2 separate regions of the Sus scrofa genome follow, and region 2 is linked to region 1. A link is a contact called in public Hi-C data. All regions are on one chromosome and are shown on one strand. The core of a region is the stretch at or near the end of the contact, and the rest is flanking DNA. Distances in the headings are between cores, read along the strand shown. Region 1 overlaps ROCK2 (rho-associated protein kinase 2). Region 2 has its middle 38 kb from the start of E2F6.

Region 1 (4,901 bases), core at 1,658-4,157:
TAAACTTCCCTGCTCAGTGGCAACCACTAATCTGCTTTCTGTGTCTGTGGATTTCCTTATTCTGGACATTTCATAAAAATGGGACCATAAAATATGTGGTCTTTTGTGGCATCTTTACTTAGCATGACATTTTCAATACTCATTCATGTTATACAGTATATCAGTACTTCATTCCTTTTTATGACTGAATAATTTATTGTATGGATATACCACGTTTTATTTCTTTATCAGTTAATGGACACTTGGGTTGTTTCTACTTTTTGGCTATTATGAATAATGTTGCTGCAAGTTTTGTTTCATGTGGATTTTGGCACATATGCGCACACATTCCTGTTAGGGATCTACCTTGCAGTGAAAAAAGTGGGTCATAGGATATACCTATAATCAATTTCAGTAGATTATTTCAAACAATATTCTAAATCTCAGTCGTTGTTTCTTTTTTTTTTTTTTTTTTTTGTCTTTTTAGGGCCACACCCATAGCATATGGAGGTTCCCTGGCTAGGGGTCTAATTGGAGCTATAGCTGCCAGTCTACACCAGAGCTACAGCAATGCCAGATCCGAGCCACGTCTGTGACCTACACCACAGCTCACGGCAATGCCGGATCCTTAACCAGGGATCAAACCCGCAACCTCATGGTTCCTAGTTGGATTTGTTTCCGCTGAGCCATGATGGGAATTCCTCAGTCCTTGTTTCTTAATGGCTGTTTAATATTTAATTGTATGAAGGCCTGCATAATTTGTTACTGTATTCTTTTTGAAAGTAGCTCTTTTCATTTTCTTATATAAATTATGGTGCAGTATAAATTTTTGACCCATCTGTATTTTTAAGAGAATATTCTTAGTGTGATTTGAATTCAGTAGATGAATATTGGTACTTTTTTTTTTTTTTTTTTTTTTTTGCTTTTTAGGGTCACACCTGCAGCATATGGAAGTTCCCAGGCTAGGGGTCAAATTGGAGCTGCAGCTGCCAGCCCCAGCCCCAGCCCCAGCCCCAGCCCCAGCAACAGGGGAACCGAACCTCCTCTGTGACTCGCACCACAGCTCACAGCAATGCTGGATCCTTAACTCACTGAGTGAGATCAGCGGTTGAACCTGTATCCTCATGGATACTAGTTGGGATCGTAATAACCCTCTGAGTCGCAATGGGAACTTCCGTTGTATTTTTGATATTATAAATCTTTGCCTAATCCAAGATCGTAAAGATTTTTCTTCTTTGTTTTTTCATAATATTTTAATAGTTTTGACTCATAAATTTAGTTCTGTGATCTATTTTAAGTTTTGAGTATGATGTGAAGTAAGCGTCTAAAAATGTTTTTTTTCTCTGTGAATATCTAATTGTTCAAACACCATTTGTTGAAAAGATTTCTTTCCCCACTAAATTGCTCTGGCACCTTCGTAAAAGAAAAAAAAAATCTATTGACATATAAATATAAGGGTTAATTACAGGCTGTCAGTTCTGTTCCATTGCTCTGTATGTCTGTTCTTGTACTGTACCAGTACTGTGCGGGTGACAGTTTTGTATTGAGTTTCGAAATTGGGAAATAGAAGTCCTTCTGCTTTGTTGTATTTCAAGATAGTTTTGGGTCTTCTAGGTTAATTTTATTTCCATATACATTTTATTATCAGTTTTTTGATTTCTGGAAAATACTTGCTAGAATTTAGAGTTTGCATTGATCCTGTTGATCAGTTTGGAGAGAATTGCCGTCTTTATAGTAATAGCGTCTCTCTCTCTCACGAACACACACACTTTCTCAATTTGGTAACCAGCCTCTTAATACCTTTTTAGGTATCCCTTCCTGCCCTACCTCTCATCACCTTGCATTTTAAAATTATTCTGATTTTGGCTTGTGTCTCTCAATTTTTGTATCAGTAATCATACTTAATAAGTTTTTCTAGAGTCTTTATTTGCCCCTTTTTCTGTGTCTCACATGATCCTCTTATTTGGACTTACTCATTCTGTCAAACTGTGTTCTTAAACAGTTCTTTCAGAAGTGGTTTGTTATCAGATTTCTAAGAATATGCATGATGTAATACATAATTATTTTGCCGTCTCATTGGTTTTTTAAAACTGCCATATTCTAGGATCAAAATCATTTCTCTCATAATTTTGAAGATACAGCTCTGGTTTTTTTTTTTTTTTTTTTTTTTGTATTCTGTGTTAGCTGAGATGTTTGTTGACTACATGATATGTGTTTTTGTACGTAGGGTACCTATTGTCTTTGGCAACTTAGGATTTTTCTGCCAGATTTCTGAGAGTTAAGCATTGGCTGTCTTAGTTTCCCTATGTTTCATTTGAGGTCCTTTCAGTCTTAGATTTTTTTACTTTATTCATTTCTAGAAATTTTTTGTTTGCTGTTTCTTACTTTCGTTTTCTTCTGGTCTGTGTTTTCTCTCCCAGAATGCTTTTAGATAGATTTGGAGCTTTGCTAACTTTGCTCTTTTTCACCTCTGAATCCTTCAGTGTGTCAGAGAAAGTTAAATTTTGCTCAATTTTCCAACTGTATAATTTGTTTTTCTCTTATCATCAGTTGTATATTGAATTCCAAAGCTCTAGATTTTTCCGTATCAGCCTGTTGTTTAATTGATATGACTTGTGACTTTTTTATGACTTTATGGGAATTTTAATTTTTATATTTGTAAGCTGTTCTTAGTTTGTCCTACTTAAGTTTTGCCTCTGTTTCATGATACTGATTTTTCTTAAATGTTGATTCCTGGTTTTGTTCTTTTTCCTATTCATTTGTGGAAATATTTTCTATTTGCATTGTTTGCTTTTAGGAGGGGTGGGACATGTTGTTGGGTGGGAGGTAGAGTTATCTTTCCTTCTGAATTTGTGGTTTCTGTCATCTCTCCAGGGGGTTAGTAGCAGCCTAGCTTGGTATCCTATTTCTCTGGCCCCAATGCCACGGCTTTAGTCTGAGTACAGGTAACACTACCACTTGCTGTTTGTTATGAACAAGGTGATGGGGAAGGGAAGAGAGGAGAGGGCCTGTTCCGAATGTGGCTGAAAGTTACTCTTCCCGCTGGAGTGGGTCTTACTCCCTCTTCTGGGGTCTCTCAGATCTGGCATCTTAACCCTTAACCTCCTCAGCTTTCTCCTCTGTGCTCCTACCTCCTCAGCGCTCTTCATGAGTTATGTCCAGTAATTTGTTTTCAGAAAGTTGGACTTTTCTTATTATGGATTCTTTTGTCATTCTTTCACCTTTTATGTTCCTCATTTGTATTCTGGTTCTCTTTTTAAAATATCTCTATTTAGATTCCTGTATTCTCCAAGAGGGAAAATGATCATTTATGCATATTTTGATAGTAAACATGAAGAAACTACCCATACAAGAGTTTTATCAGACAACTGTTTTTCCGTAAAAGATGTCCAAATCTAAAAATCAAAAATTTCGTGACATTCGACTTTGTTTTGATTGTACAATAATTTGTCTTTTGCAGTGATAATAATAGTTTTGGGGTTTTGTTCTGTTAATGGTTTTAACTATCCTCCCTCCCCTCTTCCTCCCTCCCTTCCTCCTGTCTTCCCTCCTTCCAAAAAACTTTTTTCCCTTGTTTTGTTTTCCAGCTTTTTTGTGCCTTTCAAGATGATAAGTATCTATACATGGTAATGGAGTACATGCCTGGTGGAGACCTTGTGAACCTCATGAGTAACTACGATGTACCTGAAAAATGGGCCAAGTTTTATACTGCCGAAGTTGTTCTTGCTTTGGATGCCATACACTCCATGGGTTTAATTCACAGAGATGTGAAGCCTGACAACATGCTTTTGGATAAACATGGACATCTAAAATTAGCAGATTTTGGCACATGTATGAAGATGGATGAAGTAAGTAACAAGCAAGTTAAAAAAAGTGCTAGTTTTTGGAGAGATAAAAATAAAAGAACACTTCAAATCTGAACTTACAGTTTCAAACAAAGATAAATTTAGTTTTGCTAACTGTGTGATGACTCACACAGGATAGTCAAATCAGAACATGTCCTTTACTCATCATTCATCTAGCTATAGAATTCTTTATTTGTAGACGTGGTCAATCAAGAGAAATTAGAAATCAGATAACTGGTTATCAGATACTTATTGTTCTCATAGAATCCCGACAGACCTTTGCTGCCAGTCAAAACTGATTCATGTTTATAGTGGTCGAGGTGGAGAAGTAGGACATAGCATGTAAATGAAGGTACATGGACATTTCTATCACCATTATTGTTTCTGTATTTTTCCTGTAAAAAAAGAGGTAAGGTAGAAATTTACCAACTCCTACCAACCCCATCTGTTTATTCACCCACATAGAATACATTTGGAGGCATCATCTGTTGCTATGCTTTACCTATTGAGAAATTCATATTATGATTAATAGATTCAGTAACATAAACCTCGTAGCTAACTCTGATGTTGATTTTTGTTGCAAAATTTATATCTCTTATCTTTTTCTCTGTAAGTGTGCAATGATTCCTGGCAGTAATTCCTGTTAGGGAGAGATCATGTTTTATTTCCTATGTATTTTTGTTAATTACGTTGTCAAGGTTCTATTTTTGATTAAGCTGATTTCTTTTTCTCTTTTCTTCTTAAGTTATTTATGCCACCTGTGTGATTTTCACTTTCATTGCTGGTCCTACCACCATCAGTGATCCATATTCTTCCAAACTCGGCTCAGATTTTTACTTCATGTAGAACGTTTTCCCTGATAAACCCAACCTGACTGATCGCTCGCTCTCCTGTCATAACATCCATAATGTTACTTAGAATTTGTGCCGCACTTGACAGGCGACGTCCATCTGTGTAGGTTTGTAGGGCCTGTCTCCCCACCTGAACTTAATATCCCTTTGGTCTTCCTCACAGAGTATTGCTGTGCTTTATTCTGCGCACAGTAATCATTGTTTAGTAGATGAGCAGTATTTGATT
Region 2 (4,901 bases), core at 908-3,407, 150 kb before region 1:
GACGTGTCGCTTGGCTACAAGCCTTTCAACATTTGTTTCCGCTTAACATATGGTAACTTATTCAGTCAGAAAACATCGTGACACTGACTCGCTTTTGATAACAAGGCAATGAATGCCTTGCTCTGTGCTCATCAGCTTTCAAAGCAGCTGAACATCGTGTCCAGTACTTTGCAAAATTCTTGCAGATTCTCTAATGACAGCTTCGGTAGAAATGTCATCGCATCACAAGCCGACTCACTTGTCTGCAGACAGGCTCTCATGTCGTATTTCACTCTGAGAATATATTTACAACCCTCTCAAAGAATCATTCTTCGTGCAGGATTTCATTTGGTGCCAAAGGACAATTGGGTGGCAGGTAAACGTTGTGTCTTGTTTGGGCAGTGAATTGTAGCAATTTCAGCTGCCCCTAGATCTGTTGTGTTTTTATGAATCGTTTTACATTTTATGACCGCTGTGATTATTCTCTATTCATAACAATGACTGCTTTTGTTGAGCACGTGCCAGTCTTTGGAGTAAGAGATATAAATAGCTTAATCTTCATATTACCTTGTCGGATAGGTATCCTGACCCTCCTTTTAGAAATGAGAGAGCTGGGTCTTGAGAGGCTAAATGACAGTCCTGCCCAGGGCTGCACGGCTAACAAGTCTGAGAGCCAGGATGGGTGATTCACGGTTCCACATTTGCTTCAGAGAGACAGAGGTGACCCCTTGGTTGGCTCTATGTTTTAAGGTTCTAGAATTCTTCGCGCTTATGCTATTGCCATGGGAAAATGTCTTAATGTTTGGACGACGCTTTAGAAGTTGGGGAAATATTAAGTATCAAATTGTGAAAACTGGAGTTCCCTTCGTGGCTCTGCGCTTAACAAACCTGACTAGGATCCACAAGGATGCGGGTTCGATCCCTGGCCTTGCTCAGTGGGTTAAGGATCTGGTGTTGCCGTGAGCTGTGGTAGGTGGAAGACGGGATTCAGATCCTATGTGGCTGTGGCTGTGGTGTAGGCGGGTGGCTACAGCTCCAGTTCGACCCCTAGCCTGGGAACCTCCATATGCCATGGGTGAGGCCCTAAAAAGACAAAAAAAAAAATTGTGAAAACCATACTACTACCTGGTCCCATTTCTTCTACCACTGATCAGTTCTCTCTTCCCTTGACTGGTACACATGGGCACAAAGACACAGGGCACGGATATCAGGTGAAAAGTGAAAAGAAGCAAATCTGACGAAAGCGGTAGTGCCGGTTTTTGAGCTGGGTGTTGCAATTCATGGCTAAGTCTATTTTAGCTGGGCTGTAAACCCCTGGAACTTTCATTAGAAGTTTGAGCTATAGGTCTCATATAAATAGATATACATATATATGTACAATGAAACATACAGATGTGTACATGTATGATATATACAAATAAAACACACATGTAAATATATGTATTCTGAAGTAGCTGTTTAGATCTTGATTTTGGAAATCTGGGACATTTATTTTTATATTCAATTAGGGAACTCGATTTGTGCTCTTTTCAGATTCGCCTAAACTCATCCATCAGAGGCAATTTAAAAAGGTATTAATCCTTTGAAATATGACACTTTTACTTATTAATGCTTCACACTGTATTAACATTCCAACATCTTATCAAAATATGCCACACAGGATATTTTTTTAGAGTTAAGGAAATTGGGGCAAAGGGCAACTAAGGGCAGAAAAAATAAACTGGAACTAGGGGAGAGGTTAGTACACAGCATGCATGCTGTACAGTGTGTGTCATTCGTGGCATGTCATTTTAAAAATAAAACAGCACAGCCCACTTTTCTAAAAAATGTGTCTCCTTGATCAGGAGTCTCCATCTATTTTATTTTTTTCAGCAGTGGACCTTCTTGTCCTTCTTTCTGCTCTGTTCTTTCTGCCCTGCCTTAGGAAATAGCCCACTTGATTTTTGTCCCTTTTTTTTTTCTTTTTGGGTAGTAGGCGATCTTCCACAGAAATCGAGACAATGAAAAATCACTTGAGCTTTTTCCAACAAGTGATGACGAGGAGCATTTGAGGATTCGTTTGCCAAGTTCGTTGGAACTTCTTATGCGGGCAAAGCTCATGTTTCCACTTTGGGACTCAGAGCAAAGCCATCAGCTGGGTGGCATTCTCATAACCGTTTGACGTCAGCGCCGAGACCGCGGTATCTTTAGCTGCTCGCTGTGCAGGGTGACGCCAGCTGCAGGAGGCGTCCCCATGGAAAACAGCTCACTTGGCATATGTTTATGAAGCTACCATTTGGCAGTGGTATCAAGACCTTTCTTCTAGAAATTGCTATTCCCAGTACCCAGAGGGGACAGATCTGCAAGGGAATTTAATTTTTCCGACTCTCCCTTTTCCATGAAGATGATGGAATCTATCCTATGTAAAACCATTACTTGCAATGTGAAAACCTGGACAGCATTCCCTCTTTTTTTTTTTTTTTTTTTTGCTTTCTTCGGCTGCACCTGTGGCCGACGGACGTTCCCAGGCCAGGGGTTGAATGGGAACTGCAGCCACAGCAACACCAGATCCAAGCCATGTCTGCGAGCTCCACCCCAGCTCACGGCAACACCAGATCCTTAACCCACTGAGCGAGGCCAGGGATCGAACCCACATCCTCACGGATCCTAGTCGGGTTCATCATCCGCTGAGCCATGAAAGGAACGCCCTAGACAGCATTCTTTACATCAGTATTTTAAGGAGATGAGTTGAATCGGATAAGGTGAAAGGTAAACACCTCTGTCTAGAACTGCAAACCATTTTAGATAAAATGTGAAGTGCGCCTTATTTTCACTTAGTGCTATTTTATCTATGAAAAGAAATAATCAAATACACTAGACAGAATTGTGAGGGCACAAATGAATGCATTCGCCCACATGTCCAATCTTATACTAGCAGCAGCTGCTCCTGAGACAGTATACTGGTCATGCATTGCCACCATAATGATGTGTGACAATTTCCCGACCCACCCACCCCCAGACTCAGTGACTTAAAATGCTAATACTTTATCCTCAGAGTTCTCGTTGTGGCACAGCAGAAACAAATCCGACTAGCAACCATGAAGTTGCAGGCCTCCATCAGTGGCTTAAGGATCTGGTGTTGCCGTGAGATGGTGTAGGTCACAGACAAGGCTCGGATCTGGCGTGGCTGTGGCTGTGGTGTAGGCTGGCAGTTCTGATTCAACCCTAGCCTGGGAACCTCCATGTGCCTTGGGTTTGGTCCTAAAAAGCAAAAAAAAAAAAAACAAAAAAAAAGTATCCTCAAGTTCTCAGGTGCGTGAATTGGACAGTGTCGTTTAGGGACGAGGCTGGAGGGATGGTGGTGGCTGCCTGGTGCAGGTGGAAACATGTGATGCCCCTTAAAGTCTAGGCTCAGGACTGGTGCACTGTCATTTCTGCCCAAATCTATTGGCCGAAGCTGGTCACATGGCCAACCAAGCTCAACATTGATGGGGCAGGAAAATATATTTCTCCCACAGGGATGGAGGGAAAGGGAGTGAATATTTGTTGGGACAATTGTAAGAAGAACCACAGAGTCATTTGAACAAGCAGAGTTTAATACGAACAACTAGTAACTATAACAAGAGATTGGAATAACAAAGGATTGGCTAAAAAGAACAAAACTCGACGGAATAGAGGCAGAGCAGGGAGAAAGAGCAGTCATTACCCCTAAGACCCTCCGAGGCGGAGACCAAGGTCCAGATCCCACCCACCCCCAGGGCTGAGATCCCGACCACAGTGGGGAGACGGGCTGGCTCACTGCTGTCCACTGGCTAGCACGGAAGTCACTGCGGTGCCGTGGGACTTGCTGGAAATCTGCCCTCTGAAACTTGCGAGAAATCACCCTCTCTCTTTGTTACAGGGGAAAACGTCATAGAAGGTGTCTCACTAGAGGCTCTCTGTGACAAAACTGCCCACAGGGGGCTGCCAGGGGAAACAGCTGGCCACTGAGGACCACTGTGCCCTGGAGAAGCCCGACTTGGGGCAAGCTGCACGTGCTGCAGGAGTCTGCCCTGCAAGCACCCCAGATTGAGAAAGCAAAACCTTTTTCCCTCCTGAAGTGTCTTTCTAGCACCCTCAACTGACAAAGCTTAATATTGTGCCAGCTGGCAATCTTTGAAGGGCCCAGATGGGTTTTCACAGAGCAGGCAACAAGGATGACTTTCTGGCTCATTCTCTGAACCAAACTACTTGTTCTGCTAGACCTATGAGTCTCAAAGTGCCCTGCTCTGTTATACACAGACCGTCCAAGAGGCTTGTTACAATGCAGATTCCTGGGCTCCAAACAGAACTGACAAACTGAATTAGGAAAGGAGAGAGGAAAAAAAAAATTTTTTTTTTTTTTTGGCCTCACCTGCAGAAGTTCCCAAGCCAGGGATTATACCCGAGCCACAGCAGCGACAATGCCAAATCCTTAACCACTAGGCCACCAGGGAACTCCTGGAATCTGTACTGGAAACTTCTCCCCCAGCTAGCTTTGTATACTACCGTTTAAGATCCAGGAGCTCCGTGAGGATGGAGATATTTTTGATTCACTGTTGTTTGCTTGGCTCTTAGTTCAGTGTCTGCTGCTTCTCAGGTGTTGCTTTAGACAGGCTGGTTCCTGCGTTGGTTGGTTGGCTGGTGGAGAGAATCGATTCAAACTCTACCAGCAGTAACTGGCCATAAGCCACACCCCAGCCACGTGTTAATGACATTTGGTTGATAAGTATGTTCCTTCGCTATTTCTGGTGAAACCCAGAGGTGGCATAGCCTCATAGAATGGCAGATAGCATTTTCCAAACGTGGTGGCAATGATTCTTCCACCCTACAGGGTCTCCCGTAATGTGACCTTGCCACCCCTCCACCCAGAGGCCAGGTCTGTGTTCCCTGCCCTTGAATCTAAGCAGGCTTGTGACTTGCTT

What was found. A called contact is a pair of places that touch in the nucleus more often than the background predicts.
Region 2: a contact with region 1 is called in a Hi-C map of skeletal muscle, with 5 times the contacts expected there. The contact joins two enhancer-like sites. A contact is called at or near these places in 1 of 5 promoter capture datasets (liver), 27 of 47 Hi-C or Micro-C datasets (adipocytes, adipose tissue, alveolar macrophages and 16 more) and 2 of 2 datasets of contacts at active chromatin or transcription factors (alveolar macrophages and skeletal muscle).

Annotation. Positions count from the first base shown.
Region 1 is chr3:125,434,329-125,439,229 of Sscrofa11.1, forward strand. ROCK2 (rho-associated protein kinase 2) reads left to right here. Exons shown (of 34, transcript XM_021087835.1): 5 at 3,567-3,827. Among named protein-coding and RNA genes, the nearest start is that of PQLC3, 70 kb to the right of the region's middle. Within about 2 kb of position 2,908, at least 14 of the 83 cell types and tissues checked have an H3K27ac peak or open chromatin away from gene starts, as enhancers often do. A contact at or near this core is called in skeletal muscle, where this site is marked.
Region 2 is chr3:125,283,589-125,288,489 of Sscrofa11.1, forward strand. No RefSeq gene overlaps it. Among named protein-coding and RNA genes, the nearest start is that of E2F6, 38 kb to the left of the region's middle. Within about 2 kb of position 2,158, at least 12 of the 83 cell types and tissues checked have an H3K27ac peak or open chromatin away from gene starts, as enhancers often do. A contact at or near this core is called in skeletal muscle, where this site is marked.